2 separate regions of the Anser cygnoides genome follow, and region 1 is linked to region 2. Evidence: chromatin contacts called from public Hi-C data. All regions are on one chromosome and are shown on one strand. Each heading gives the region's core, a stretch centred on a gene start, on an enhancer-like site or on the middle of the called end of the contact. The rest is flanking DNA. Distances are from core to core; before and after follow the strand shown. Region 1 holds the start of EIF4EBP1 (eukaryotic translation initiation factor 4E binding protein 1). Region 2 holds the start of TACC1 (transforming acidic coiled-coil containing protein 1).

The links. Hi-C and Micro-C count contacts between places; a contact is called where the count stands out from the background.
Region 1: a Hi-C map of liver shows a contact between it and region 2, with 2.4 times the contacts expected there. The contact joins the promoter of EIF4EBP1 here to the promoter of TACC1 in region 2. A contact is called at or near these places in 2 of 7 Hi-C or Micro-C datasets (granulosa cells and liver).

Annotation. Positions count from the first base shown.
Region 1 is chr26:892,810-899,446 of Taihu_goose_T2T_genome, reverse strand. It overlaps EIF4EBP1 (eukaryotic translation initiation factor 4E binding protein 1), which reads left to right and starts at 3,913. Exons shown (of 3, transcript XM_066983481.1): 1 at 3,913-4,108. The coding sequence starts at 3,961.
Region 2 is chr26:700,478-707,236 of Taihu_goose_T2T_genome, reverse strand. TACC1 (transforming acidic coiled-coil containing protein 1) reads left to right here and starts at 2,540. Exons shown (of 16, transcript XM_066983502.1): 1 at 2,540-3,800. The coding sequence starts at 3,610.

The DNA.
Region 1 (6,637 bases), core at 2,664-5,163, 190 kb before region 2:
GGCGTGCCCGAGGCGGGAGGGAGGCGAGCGTGAATCAGGAGGTGCCGGACAGGGAGGTGCAGGGCAGCGAGGAAGAGGAGGAGGAGGAGGCAGGAACCGAGCCAGTTCCCAAACTTTAGCTTTCAGGGGAAGACAGGAATCGTGCTGGAAGCTCAGCCACAGCCCCCCAGGCCAGGGCTCCCCGAGCATCCCCGTCCTTACGGCCCCGGCGGCCCCAGCGCCACGGGACAGGCACAAAGGGTGCCAGGTCCTGAGTGTGGGAGCAGGCTGGGGACCTCTCCCCGCGCTGCGGTGGAGCGATGGCGTGGCTGGACGCAAAGGAAAGGTTTTGTAAGAGAGCTCAGCCTGCCAGCAAGGCATTCGGTTGCACCGAGGGAGGACCGAGCCCCCTCTGCAGCCGGGAGAAGCTCCGCTGGCTTTTGGTCTGCCCATCACGCGCGGCTCCTGGCTCGCATCAGCCACCCGAACCGCCAGCAAGGGCAGCAGCAGGAGCCTGGTGTTTTGTTTCTGGGGAAAGAAAGGGCAGCAGAGGTGCTGAGCCCTGCCCTGCGGGGTGACCGAAGGGCTTGCGGGGCCGTCCCCACGCGGGTCAGGGCCCGTACGAAACACCAGTGGCAGGCATTTGCCCGTGCCCCCCCCCCAGCCTGCAGGGACATCCCTGCCACCGCCGAACTGCCTCGGCAGCAGCAGAACCCAGCAGCGCGTCCCCGGGGGTGCTGTGGGGGTGCTGAGCACCCTCTGCCAGCGCCTGCACCCGCCCGGGGCACGGACCCAGGCTGGGGCTCCCCCCCCTCACCCCCCCGGCAGGGCGGCGGCGCTTCCACGCAGGATGGGGTTGTTTACCGGGGGCAACTTTATCTGCAGGAACAGCTCCTGGGCGGGCAGAGGGGATGTGGGCCGCTCGCTATCTGCGCCGGCATCGCAGGGGAATGTAAACACCGGCGGGGAAATGGCACCGGGACATCCCTGCCGCCCGCGCTGCCGGGGGTCGCGGCGGGCACCCAGGGGGGGTTGGGACCCCGGGGGGGGGGGTTTGGGGACCCTCCGAGGACCGGCCGTGCTCCCCCCGTTGGCGATAGCAGCAGCGAGGGGTCTGATCCGGCGCCAGCGGTGCTCTGCCTGGCCGGGGAGGGCTTCAGAGCCTCGCTGCCTGTTTACACCCCCGGGGGAAGTTTGTCCTCCCCGGGTTTATTTTCTTCCCAGGGACGGGCAGGATCTGCCCCACGCCTGCACCCCCGGGGGTGCTCCCCGCACGCAGGGCGACCAGAAAGGCCGAATAGCTCGTGGGTTGTGGGACGAGTTTTCCAAGAGCCACGGGGGAGTTTTGCCCCGCTGGAGGAGCAGGCGTTTCACAAATGCCCCCCCCCTAGGTCGGCAAGGAGGGATTTGTGCCAGCGGGTCGGGGCCAAACAGGGGCTGCTGGGGAGGGGCGCTGCCACACGGCTCCCCCCCGTTCCCGATTTAGAAGGCAGCGAGGTGATAACGTGCGTCACATGAGGATGATGAAGGGCTTTGCAGCCCGGGGAGAGAACAGATAAAGCGCCCTGGAGATGAACACGTTGGCACCAGCGGGCGCTGCCAACGCGAGCCCGCGGACAGCGGGGCCAGAAGCCCGCGAGGGGAGGGCAAAACCCCCCCACCAGGAGCACCCCCAGGACCTCCGTGGGGGGCTGGGGTCCCCACGCCCCCTCTTCACCCTGATCCACGGCTTTGGGTGCCGGGCAGCGGGGCAGGCGCCCAGACGAGGTTGGGAACCGCAGCCCCGAGCCCCACCGCAGGCAGGATGTGCCCCGGCAGCCCGACCTCCCGCGGGCACCCTGACCCCATCCCCATTCTCTGGGATCGGGAGGAGGAAACGGCCGGGGGCCTCGTTAAGCCGTGCCTGGGCGCCGCGCTGGGCTGGGGTCACGGCCGGTGTCACCCGGCACGGCCGGATGCGTTGGCTTCCTGCCCAGCGCCCGGTAATCGATTCAGCAGCCGCACCGGGGCAAAGGGGATGGGATGGGGATGGGATGGGGATGGGGTTGGGATGGGATGGGGATGGGATGGGGATTGGGGATGGGATGGGGATGGGATGGGGATGGGATGGGATGGGTATGGGGTTGGTTTTTGGGATGGGGATGGGGTTGGGATGGGATGGGATGGGGATGGGATGGGGATGGGATGGGGATGGGGTTGGGATGGGATGGGATGGGGATGGGATGGGGATGGGGATGGGATGGGGATGGGATGGGATGGGGACTGGGGATGGGTTGGGATGGGGATGGGATGGGGATGGGGATGGGATGGGGATGGGATGGGATGGGGACTGGGGATGGGTTGGGATGGGATGGGATGGGGATGGGGATGGGATGGGGGTGGGATGGGATGGGGATGGGATGGGGATGGGGATGGGGATGGGATGGGGATGGGATGGGATGGGGACTGGGGATGGGTTGGGATGGGATGGGGATGGGATGGGATGGGGATGGGATGGGATGGGGATGGGGATGGGAATGGGATGGGATGGGATGGGGATGGGGACTGGGGATGGGTTGGGATGGGATGGGGATGGGATGGGGATGGGGATGGGGATGGGGATGGGGATGGGATGGGATGGGGATGGGGATGGGGATGGGGATGGGGATGGGATGGGGATGGGATGGGGACTGGGGTTGGTTTTGGGGAGCCCCCCCCGCCGGCTCAGCCTAGGCCAAGGGGTGTGCGCAGGCAGTGCCCAGGGCAGCGAGGCAGTGCTCGTAGCTTTTCCTGTGCCGTTTCCAGCCGCAGCCCCCGGCCGGCGGGAGCCGAGCTCCACCTGTCGGCCCCGGGGCGCTGCCAGGGCTCGGCCGCGCTGAGCCCCGCGGGCCGCTGACAGCCGCGGCCCGGCACCGCCGCGGGGCCCCAAATGCCCCTTGGCGGGGGGACGACGGAACGCTGCTGTCACCGCCGGGACGGTGCGCTGGGGGCACTGGGAGCACTGGGAGCACTGGGAGCACTGGGTGGGCTGGGAGCACTGGGGGCACTGGGGGCGCTGGGAGCACTGGGGGCACTGGGGGCGCTGGGAGCACTGGGAGAACTGGCAGCACTGGGGGCACTGGGAGCACTGGGGGCACTGGGTGGGCTGGGGGCACTGGGTGGGCTGGGGGCACTGGGGGCACTGGGAGAACTGGGAGCACTGGGGGCACTGGGTGGGCTGGGGGCACTGGGAGCACTGGGAGCACTGGGGGACACTGGGGGACACTGAGGGCACTGGTAGCACTGGGAACACAGGGGAACTGTGGGCACTGGGAGCGCTGGAGGCACTGGGAGCACTGGAGGCACTGGGAGCACTGGAGACACTGGGGCACTGGGAGCACTGGAGGCACTGGGAGCACTGGAAGCACTGGGGCACTGGGAGCACTGGGGCACTGGGGGACACTGGGTGGGCTGGGGGCACTGGGAGAACTGGCAGCACTGGGGGCACTGGGTGGGCTGGGAGCACTGGGAGCACTGGGGGCACTGGGTGGGATGGGGGCACTGGGAGCACTGGGAGCACTGGGGGACACTGGGGGACACTGGGGGCACTGGGAGCACTGGGAGCACTGGGAACACTGGGGAACTGTGGGCACTGGGAGCACTGGAGGCACTGGGAGCACTGGGAGCACTGGAGACACTGGGGCACTGGGAGCACTGGGGCACTGGGAGCCCCCACCCCCGCGGAGCCCCGGGGCCGGGCACCGTCAGCGGCGGGCACAGGGACCCGGCGGCCCCGGCCGCGCTTGGCCCCGCCCACGGCCCCGCCCACCAGCGTTAGACCACGCCCCCTTTGCACACCTAGGCCACACCCCCACTGAGACCCCGCCCCCAGACAGGCCACGCCTCTCCCTCCAGGCCCCGCCCCCTCCGGGCCCCGCCCCTTTCCCGTGCCGCCCGCACCGGAAGGGGCGGGCCCCGCGCCGGAAGCGGCGGGCAGGGCGGCGGGGCGGCAGGGTGGCGGCCATGTCGGGGCGCTGCTGCCAGGGGCCGACGCCGAGCCGCGACATCCCGGGGCCCGGCAAGCGCCTCGCCCTGCCCGACGGCGCCCCGCTGCCGCCCGGGGACTACAGCACCACGCCGGGGGGCACCGTCTTCGGGACCACGCCGGGCGGTGAGCGGCAGCGGGGCGGGGGGGGGGGGTTCTTGGGGTCCTCCCCCGTTTCTGGGGGGGTCTTCCCCGTTTTTGGGGGGTCTTCCCCGTTTTTGGGGGGGTCTTCCCCGTTTTTGGGGGGGTCTTCCCCGTTTTTGGGGGGGTCTTCCCCGTTTTTGGGGGGGTCTTCCCCGTTTTTGGGGGGGTCTTCCCCGTTTTTGGGGGGTTCCCTCTTTTTTTGGGGTCTTCCTCTCTTTGGGTTCTTTTTGGTCCCCTCTGTTTTTGGGGGGGGTCCCTCTCCTTGGAGGGGGGTTCGGGGGGGGCGCTTTTTTGGGCGAGTGGGTCCCCAGAGGGGTTCTCTTGGGGTTTTTTTGGGGGGGAGGGGGCTCCCGTTGTGGGGGGGGCTCCGGCTCCGTGGGGGCTGGGGCTGCCTCCCCCCTTCGGAGAGGGGCTGCGGCGGGGTAGGGTCCTTGGTGGGCTCTCACCCGGGCTGGGGGGGCTCGGAGGGGTGCCTGGGGCCGTGCTCCCCTTCCCCTTTTCGGGGGGGGCTGCCTGGAGCTGCGGGCCTCTCTGGGGGGAAGGAGCGGGGGGGTCGTGCTGCCCCACAGGAGGGAGACCCCTGGGGGGGCTGCTGGGGGGGGGGCTCCCCTCCCCGCGGCACCGCGTGGAAGGGAACCGTTTATCCCTCCCAACCTCCTGAACTTTTCCTGGCAGCGCCGTGCCCCACGGCCCCAAAACACCGCAGGGGTGCTGCTGCCCCCACACCCCCCCACACACAGCTCGGGGCAGGGAGCTGCCCCCCGGCCGTGCCCGCTGCCGGTGCTGCTCGCCCCACGCAGCCCGGTTTGGGGCCGTGCTTCGGGGGCACAGCCCTGAGCCCAGCACCCCAAGCTCCTACTCGGCAGCTCCCCCGTATTTTTTTTTATTTATTTTCCGTGCCCCTGAGGAGCTTTCTCCACGCCGCTGCCAGAGATCGGAGCGGGGAGCAGGAAGGGAGAAACGGTCCCCAAACCGTCCCCAGGTTTTTCTCAGCGGCGCTGCGGGCTGGGAGCTGGTGGGGAAGGGGGAAGTCGGCGCCGCTGATGCAGGCGCATGCGCTTGGGCTCGTGCAGAAGCCTGGGGCTGGCCGGGGAGCCGAAGCCCTGGCGTTGTTTCTGTTGCACTCTCTCCCTTGAAGGCAGCGGGCAGCCGAGCCCCGCGAGGTGGGGCTGGGAGGAATGCTTCTGGGCGGCGTTCCCGGGCCCGCTCAGCGCCGCCGGCCGCTCGGCGAGCCCTGCGGGGCTGGTGTTTGGGAGCTAGCGAGCACCCGGCGCAGGGAAGGAGAGCGGCCGGTGTTTGCCGTCAAGGCGTGTGCGCCCCGGCAGAGCCCCCAGCGCCCCGTGACCGCGGTGCCTGGGGCCCAGCCTGCCCCGGGGTCAGGGAGCCTCAGCCGGGGGCTGCTGCCATCCTCTGCTCCCCTTTCCGAGAACAATTCCTCCTCCTGCATCGCCACGAGCAGCCCTCGTGGAGACGGCGACAGGCACCTCTCACGCCGAGTCCCCCGCGTGTGCTGGTGTCCTCCTCCGGTCCCCGCAGCGGGGCTGACCCAGGCGAGCTGCCTCGTGCCGGGGCTCCTGGGCTCCCTCATCCCCCCCCCGGGCAGGCTGGGGGGAGCGAAGGAGCTCCCCGTGGGCACGGGACGGAGCTGGCTTTCCCCGCGGCAGAGGTTAACACGACAGCAGGAAGGAGCAGGCGAGAGGCGGCGGGTGGCCTTTCAGCAGCACCCGTTCCTTCCGCTGTCCCCTTCGTGCTTGGCTTGGCCCCTTGCCTTTGCCGAGGGCACGTGCACGCGGCGTCTCCCCCCGGGCCCACGTGCGGGGTGACCGCGGAACCCGCCGCGTCTGGGAGCGGGGCAGGGCGTGTTGGGGGGCGCTTCCACCAAGCCTCGTCCCAGGGAAAGCGCCCAAGGCGAGCCGCGTTTCCCTCCGCACCTTCCCCTTGCACGCCGAGGGTTCGGTGTCGAGGCGGGGCTGTCGCGGGCCGTGCTCCCAGCCCTCCGTACCCGAGCTGCAGCTCCAGGAGCTGCCGCTGCCCCCAGCGGAGCCGGCGGGGTGCGATCCTGCCCTCCTGGGAGCCAGCCCGGCTGCGCGCAGCTCCGAGTCGTGTCGGTTCTCCCCGGCCTGTGGGGACGGCTCGGGCAAAACCGTGCGGTGAGGCGGGCTTTGTGGTGTCTGGGGAGCCCATCGGCAGCGTGAAACCAAATATCTAATTACTCTTTTTTAAGCAACCCTTCGAAATAACGTGAGCGTGGTGGCCTGGCTGTTAGGGGGAGTTTATTTCCCCGCACGGGTTTACCTCTGGCCGGAGCTTTCTGGGAAGCGCCCCAGGAGGGTTTTGCTCTGGCTGGAGGGGCAGCGGAGCAGCGAGGGGCAGCCCCAGGGCGGAGGTTTGCGGCTCTCCTCTTGGGGAAGGGAACAGCTGTTCGCAGCGCCTCCCGGGTTAAGGCTGCGGGCTGTGTGGAGGGAGCCCTTCTCCGCCCGCGGGTTTGGGCTTTGTCCAGCAGCGGCTCCC
Region 2 (6,759 bases), core at 1,291-3,790:
GGTGTGCCCATCCCAGTGCTGGTGTTTTGCTGCCGGCTCACTGGAAAGCAAATGTTTCAGCTGGGCAGGTGGGAGGCTGTGGCCCTCAGAGCGGGATGATGGAGCGGGGCCCTTCCTCCAAACTGAGGTACCCGTGCTGTGCTCGGGGCCAGCAGATGCGGGCAGAGCTCCTCGGGGGGGGCAGAAGCGATGGGAGGCTCCTGGGCCCTCAGCCCCATCCTGCCAGCCCCTGTGCGTGGCCCAGCTGAGTTCACCCAGCTCACCGTCCTCCTCCTGCTCTTTGCAGCAGGTGGGAATGCAGGGCACTGGTTTCATTCCCTCTGCTTTGCAGGGGCTGTGCAGCTGCTGCGGGTCCCAGGGCTTTGGGAAGGTCGTTGCGGCCAGGGCGCGGGACAAGGACCAGGGTCTGGCTGGGCACATGGAAGCAGGCTGCAGGGTTGGCTGGTGTGGGGTTGTTCCTGGGCTGAGCAGAGTTCTCCTCCTCCTTCGGGCAGCAGCAGCCCCGTCCCTGCACTACGTTTTCCGAGGATGAAATGGCTGCTCCCAGCCTGCTCATTCCTGCTCCTTGCGCTCCCTCTGCAGGGAGCGGCCGCAGGCAGCCGGGGGCCGGATCCTGCACGCTCCTCTCCGCAGCCAGCCGGAGTCGGGCTGGTGCCTCTCGCACCGCTGCTTTGGGGTGAGTTTGTTTAACCCGAGCTGATTTCTGTGTACGTGCAGAGCTGAGCCCTGACCTCTGGGACCAGACCACGGTTTGGGCAAACTGTGGGGCTGCGATGCCCCCTCAGGGCTCCAGAGAACAGGGAGGAGGTTTGGGGTTTGCCCCGGGGAGGGAAGGAGCTGGCTGGGCAGCAGAGGCCTCAGGGCTGGGGTGCAGGATGCAGGGATGCTTCCAGAGCCGTCCTGCTGCCACCAGAGCTCAGCAAACCCTCTCCCCACAGCCCCGAGGCCACAGCTCCCGCTCCCTCTGTAAGCAGAGAGGCTCCCTCCCCACCAGAGGCCAGGCTGCCAAATTCCAGCCAAGAGCACATTTTTCCAGCATGACACCAGTGGGGCCCCAGCAGGAGACGCGGGATGCAGGCGGAGAGGCTCCGGTACCGGCAGTGCTGTGCGTGGATGGCTCGCCGAGCGCCGTCTGCCCCACTGGTTTCCTCTCCCAGCTCGGGGAAGGGCTCGCCAAATATTACAAAACATCCTTTTTCCTTTCGCTCAGACTGTAGGGTGCACTGAGATACCCTGACGCCGCCTGGCCCTCCCTACTCCCGTCCATCCCCTTCCTTCCTCCTTGCTCCTTTTCCAGGCAGCTGCTTACGCAAGCAGCTTTCTAAGGAGCCCCCGGGACAGGTAGCGGAGAGTGCCGGAGCCGGGACGAGCCTGCACGGGAAAGGTAGGAAGGAGAAGGGAGCCGAGGGCTGGGGCGCTCGCCGAGCGCTTGCCTGCGTACTTTGCATCAGGCAGGAGGGAGGAGAAGAGCAGGGAGCGAGGTCTCCCCGGCCACCCCAGCACCCCCTCTGTGGCAGCAGACCTCAGAGGACACCCTGGAGCAGAGCATCGCGCCCTCCTGCCCGCTCTGACCCCGCTCTCGTGGTGCTCCCCAGGGCAGAGCAGGGCAGCGGCACCTGCAGCCTGCCGCAGCGGGGCCGCGTGGGCACGCCGGGCTCGCCGCCAGGGCCCGAGCTCAGCACGTTACCGGCCTCCAGGGCCCTGTTGTGACTCCGTTTGTGTTGCCAGGGAGGAGCCGTGAGAGTGCTCGGGATGCTGCGTGCCGAGCTCCCGCCGGGCGGGTGACGGGCTGCCTCCCTCGGGGACCACGAGGGGAGATGTCCCCGGCGCTCTCACCCAGAGCAAACCACAGCAGGAGAAGGGCTCGGGCACAGCAGCCGCCCCCCGAGGCCGCTGGGTGCTGCCCCCACTACCCGAGCACCTCGCAGCCCAGCACCGCCGGCTCCGGGTGGGTTTGGGGCCGGTGCTGTTTTGATGCGAGGCTCCACGGAGGCATTTAAACACCACCCGTGTGACAGCCCAGCTCTTAGTCACAGTCCCCGGAAACTCCAGTGAAACTCTGCCCTGGGGCAGCAGCAAGGGCTCGGTGAGCCTCTTTCCCAGGCACATGGAAATTTCCATGGAATTAGTGTACGGCTAATTATTACCATCTGCCTTCTCTCAGACTGCAGCCACCCCGCCGGCCAGCTCCTGCGCAGTGCTCCTTGGGGTGCTGGATGGGTTCGGGGTGCAGGGCCCCCCCAGCGCCAGCTCTGCTCCACCCGTGCACAGGTCCTGGCTCCCTCCCCGTTCTGCAAGGTGCCTGTGGGGCTTCTGCGGGCATTGCCAGCCCCTGTCCTCGGGGGACAGCTTTCCTGGCAGAGTTTCATGGTGTGAGCAGCACAGCCGTGATGCTGCGTGTGACTACTCAGGGTCTCGTGGTGCTTTGCGCAGCTGGGAAGCCAGCCCCGCTCACGCAGCCGCGCTCGCCCCGCCGGAGCTGAGCTGTGCCGGGGCTCCTGGGGCTCCTCAGCAGGACTTTTCACTGCCTGGGGCTGGGGCTGTGGCTTGTAGATCATGGCACTGACCCTCGCTGTTGTCCCAAGGGGCTGGCAAAGCCCAATTAAGCTTTGGCAATGTTTATCATGTTGAGTGAGCTCTGGAGCGGGCGGTGTGAAATAGCACTCTGTGCCACTTGGGTTCTTGGTGTCTGGAAACCAGTTTTCCCTCCTAGGGAGATACATAATCGTCACCATTTTTGTGCCTTCCCCCTCCTGGCTTTCCCTGAGAGCATCTGACGGGAAAGCCTGCAGTTTCCCAGCGGCCTCTATTTGTTTATTGCTCGCGGGACCCCTGCCAAGGAGCACTGGGTGTGCAGATGTAACCCAAACAGCCACGCAGCGCCCAGCTCCGTCGGGAGCCGAGCACGGAGCAGCAGCGCCGGTGCCAGCAGCACAGGCACGTTACCAGCTGTACATCCCCTGCCTCGTTCAGCCCGTCCCAGCACCAGTGATGCTCGTTTGCTAACGCACCTTGCCATGGCCTTGGCTCCCTTGCCCGTGCTGATCCCAGGCTGGTCTGGCGAGGAGCAAGCCTGCCGACAGCCGGTGCGCGTTGGTTTGGGTCTGCTCCCTCAGTACGGATCCCCGCTTTGGTAGGATGGACTTGTTGGGAAACGCCGGGTTCTTGCAGCTTGGCAGAGGCTCAGCAGAGCCTCACGGAAGCGTATTTCTGAGATAAATCCTTGAAGCCTGCACTCCCTGTCGCAGCCCTGCTGCACCCAGGTGCCGGCAGCCACCCCTGTGCGCCCTGCGGGGTGAGCAGAGGGCTCGGGGCGGCCGCAAGCTGCAGCACCTGCAGCCACACGGGGATTTTTACCTGGGCAAGGAAGGGCAGCGTTCTGAATTGCCCTGCATGGAAATAGCTGCAGGAAGTTCTGAAAGCAGAGGCACCGAATTACAGGGCTGAGGCTTTGGGAAGGCTGCCAGAGCCCTGCCCTGTGCCCTCCTGGCCCCGCACACGGTGCTGCAGAGCCCGGGCAGCCTGGCACGGACCGGCTCTGGCTTCGCTCGACCTGCAGGCGCGCACACACCGGCACAGCCCGTGTGTGGTGCTTGGTCTCTTAAATGAATGCAGAACATAAGAGCAGCCAAAAAAGTGTTCCAAGATCCGCATCTTAAGCCTGGGACTGAAAAAAAAACAACAAAGAAAGACGCCATCTCTTCACCTCCTTCGCTTACCTGCCCCGAGTGGAGTCAGGGCACTGGGTTTTGTGCTCCCCTTGCACGGAGCAGAGGCTGGCCCTTGCACCAGTGGCAGAGGTATGTTCCCGTTTATCAAAAGCTTTTCCTGGGGAGCTCAGGGAACGGTCGAGGCTGCTGGCGTGGCTGCGGGGTGCCCTCTGCGGCAAGCGGGGGGACGCTGGGCTTTGCCCCGCTGCCCACACACCCAGGCACGAGGGCGGTCGGGCTGATCGGGAAATTGTTTTCATCCAAGGAAGGCTTTTTATAGTTTTCTTTTTTTAGGAAGGTGAAAGCTTTCAAGGGTGTCAACACTTTTCTTGCCAAAAAATAATGCAACCCAAGCCATAACACCAAAAAAAAAAAATTAATAATTTGAGTTTTCAGTTTCTCAGAACTAAAAAGCCCCAAATGGTGTCAGAAATTGATATGTTCACTCGGGCACTTTAATTAAAATAAATCCAAGCATAATGTTCCCTTAGCAGGGTCACCTCTGTGCTTTTTAGCTGCTCTGTCAAATCTTCCCCCGCGAAGGGGACTGCTGTGGGTTCTGGCTGCTTCCTGACGCTGAGGCTTGCTGGCTGGCTGGCCTTCCCCCTTCGAGGGATGGTTTGGGGAGAGGCGATTCTAGGGGGAGAGGCAGCGTCAGTGCTTTATTGGGACTCCTTGGCTGAGGCTTGGTGCCTGGGTAGGGGGCACAGACCCCGTTTTCTTGTCGCACGTGCAGGGTGGGAGGGCATGCTGGGGTGGGAGCCCTGTTAGGCGAGAAACCTCAGCCCCTGCAGGCACTTCCAGGGTGCAGCACTACGCACTCTGGTCTCGGGACTACAGCAAATTTGCATAATTAAAATCTGCATAGCATCGAATTTTCTGGTTGACAGAAGGGAGGAAAAGTGACAGAATAAATCCAACCAAACTGATGCAAACGTGGGGAGACATGGCTCTGCTTGGGATGCTGGTGCTCTGGTGCCAGGCTGCGTGCTGACCTGTTGTAACAGCCTGGCAGCAACGTCACACCCTGGCAGCTCCGTCCCTGCTGCAGGACACGGCGCTGGCATCCTCGCTGCCCAGGCTGCAGCCTCGGGGCTGGGTTTTGGAGCGGCTGCCCGGCCAGGGGATGGACGGATGCCGCGGGGATGGATCTGGGCACGGGGTGCACCCCAGGGGTGCTGTGCTGGGGGCTGGGGCTTTCAGCCTCGCTGCCCTGGGGTCGCGGCTGAGCTGTGCCAGCCTTGGCGGCGTGGCACAGGTGGCAGAGGCCAAGGACAGCTCACAAGAGCGGGGTGCGGGCTGCGACCGCAGAAAGAACAAAGTCCCGTGGCCTGGATGTGGAGCCCAGCGGGGTCAAGCAGAGCCCGGGTCGGTCATCACCGGCTGCGCCCCGTGACCTGGGGGGGCTTTTCCAACCCACCCGCTTCTGGGGCTCCGTAGGCAGGGGCGGCTGGCACGCCGTGCCCCCGGGGCTGCTGCTTCGCCCCGGCGACCCCCGGCTCGTCGGGCAGCGCCACCGCCGGCACGGGCAGCGCCGGGGCACCGGGTCGGAGCCCGCAGCCCACCCCCGGCACCGCGGGGCTGCCCCGGGGGGGGGCCCGCCGGGGGTCGCCCCCCAGGGCGCGGGGGTCGAGGGGCGCACGCGGCCAACGGGCACCCCCGGCCGGCCCCGCGGGGGGGGGGGGGGGGGGGGGGGCAGCGGCCGCCGGGGCCGCGCCGAGCCGGGCCGAGCCGGGCCCCCCCCCGCGGAGGCGGGGACGCCGCCGGGGCCGGCCGAGCGCGGCGGCAGCGCCCCCCGGGCCGGCGGAGCGCGGGGTGCCCCGGGCCGGTGCCGCGGCCCCGCCATGGGGGCGGCCCAGAGCCAGAAGCCGCGGGAGGGGGGCGCCGCCGGGCGCCGGTAAGTGCGGGGTGCCCCGGGCCGGGGGGAGCGGGGCGGGGCGGGGCCGGGGCCGGGGGGGCGCCCTGCGGCGTGCCCAGCCCGTCGGTAGCGGGCGGGCTGCGAGCAGCCGGGCAGGGGGCGGCCGGGACCACCGAGGGTTAAACGCGGCGGAAAGCTCCTCGGCTCCTTCTGTCTCCTCTTCTTCTCTGCTCCTTCTCGTCTCCTTCTCTCCCCCTCCTCTCCTCCTCCGTGGTCACCGACGGCTCCGGTTCCCGGCTCCGGTTGCTCGGGCTGCTCCCCGCCGGGGCGGCTTCGGCCCCCCCCGCCCCAGTGGCGGTGCGCGGGGCAGAGCCGGGGGGCGCTCCTCGGGGCTGCCCTCGGGAAACGAGGTGGGGAAGCCGGAGCTGGCTGGGAGCGGCGGCCCCGCCGGGAACCGGGGGGGCAGCGCCGGGCCCGCGGGGCTGGGGAACCGCGAACAAAAGGAGCGGCACGCTGCGCCGTGTCGGGGAGGAGGGCTGGGGACAGCTCGTCTTAACGTCGCCCCAAACGCTCTCTGGAGCACGGAAATATTTTCCTTAAGTGAGCCACCCCGTGGTGCGCTCGGGGAGCTCTGCTGCTGCGCTTCCGAGCAGGAGCGGGTCGGTGGCACGCCGGCAGCGCCGGCCTGCTGCGGGCGGCTGGTGCCTGCCCCTGCCCGTACCCTGCCCGTACCCTGCCCCTGCCCGTACCCTGCCCCTGCCCCTGCCCCTGCCCCTGCCCCTGCCCCTGCCCGTACCCTGCCCCTGCCCTGCCCGTACCCTGCCCCTGCCCCTGCCCTGAGCGTGTGCCAGGTTTCGGCGAGCAGGTGCCGCCACAGCCCGGCTGCTGCTCTTCTAAACACTTCCAAACACCCCTCGGTTTGCAAGCGCTGGCTTCGGCCAGGGAGAAACGAGCACATTCTGTCCTTTGTCGCTGCTCTGCCCTGCCCATTATTTCCTTGCAGTGTTCTAGATGTAAATTAGAGGTGTTCCCAGGCAGAAAACCCCTACCATTGTTCGCTGCGTGCTGGAGCAAACAGCCAGCGCTGCGTGCGGGGCAGCCCTGGCAAGGGAACACGCTGGGGACGTGGGAAGGCAGCTGCCCACCGTGGGGCGTTTCAGTGGGCAAACGAGGCGCTGCCCCCAGCCCCTG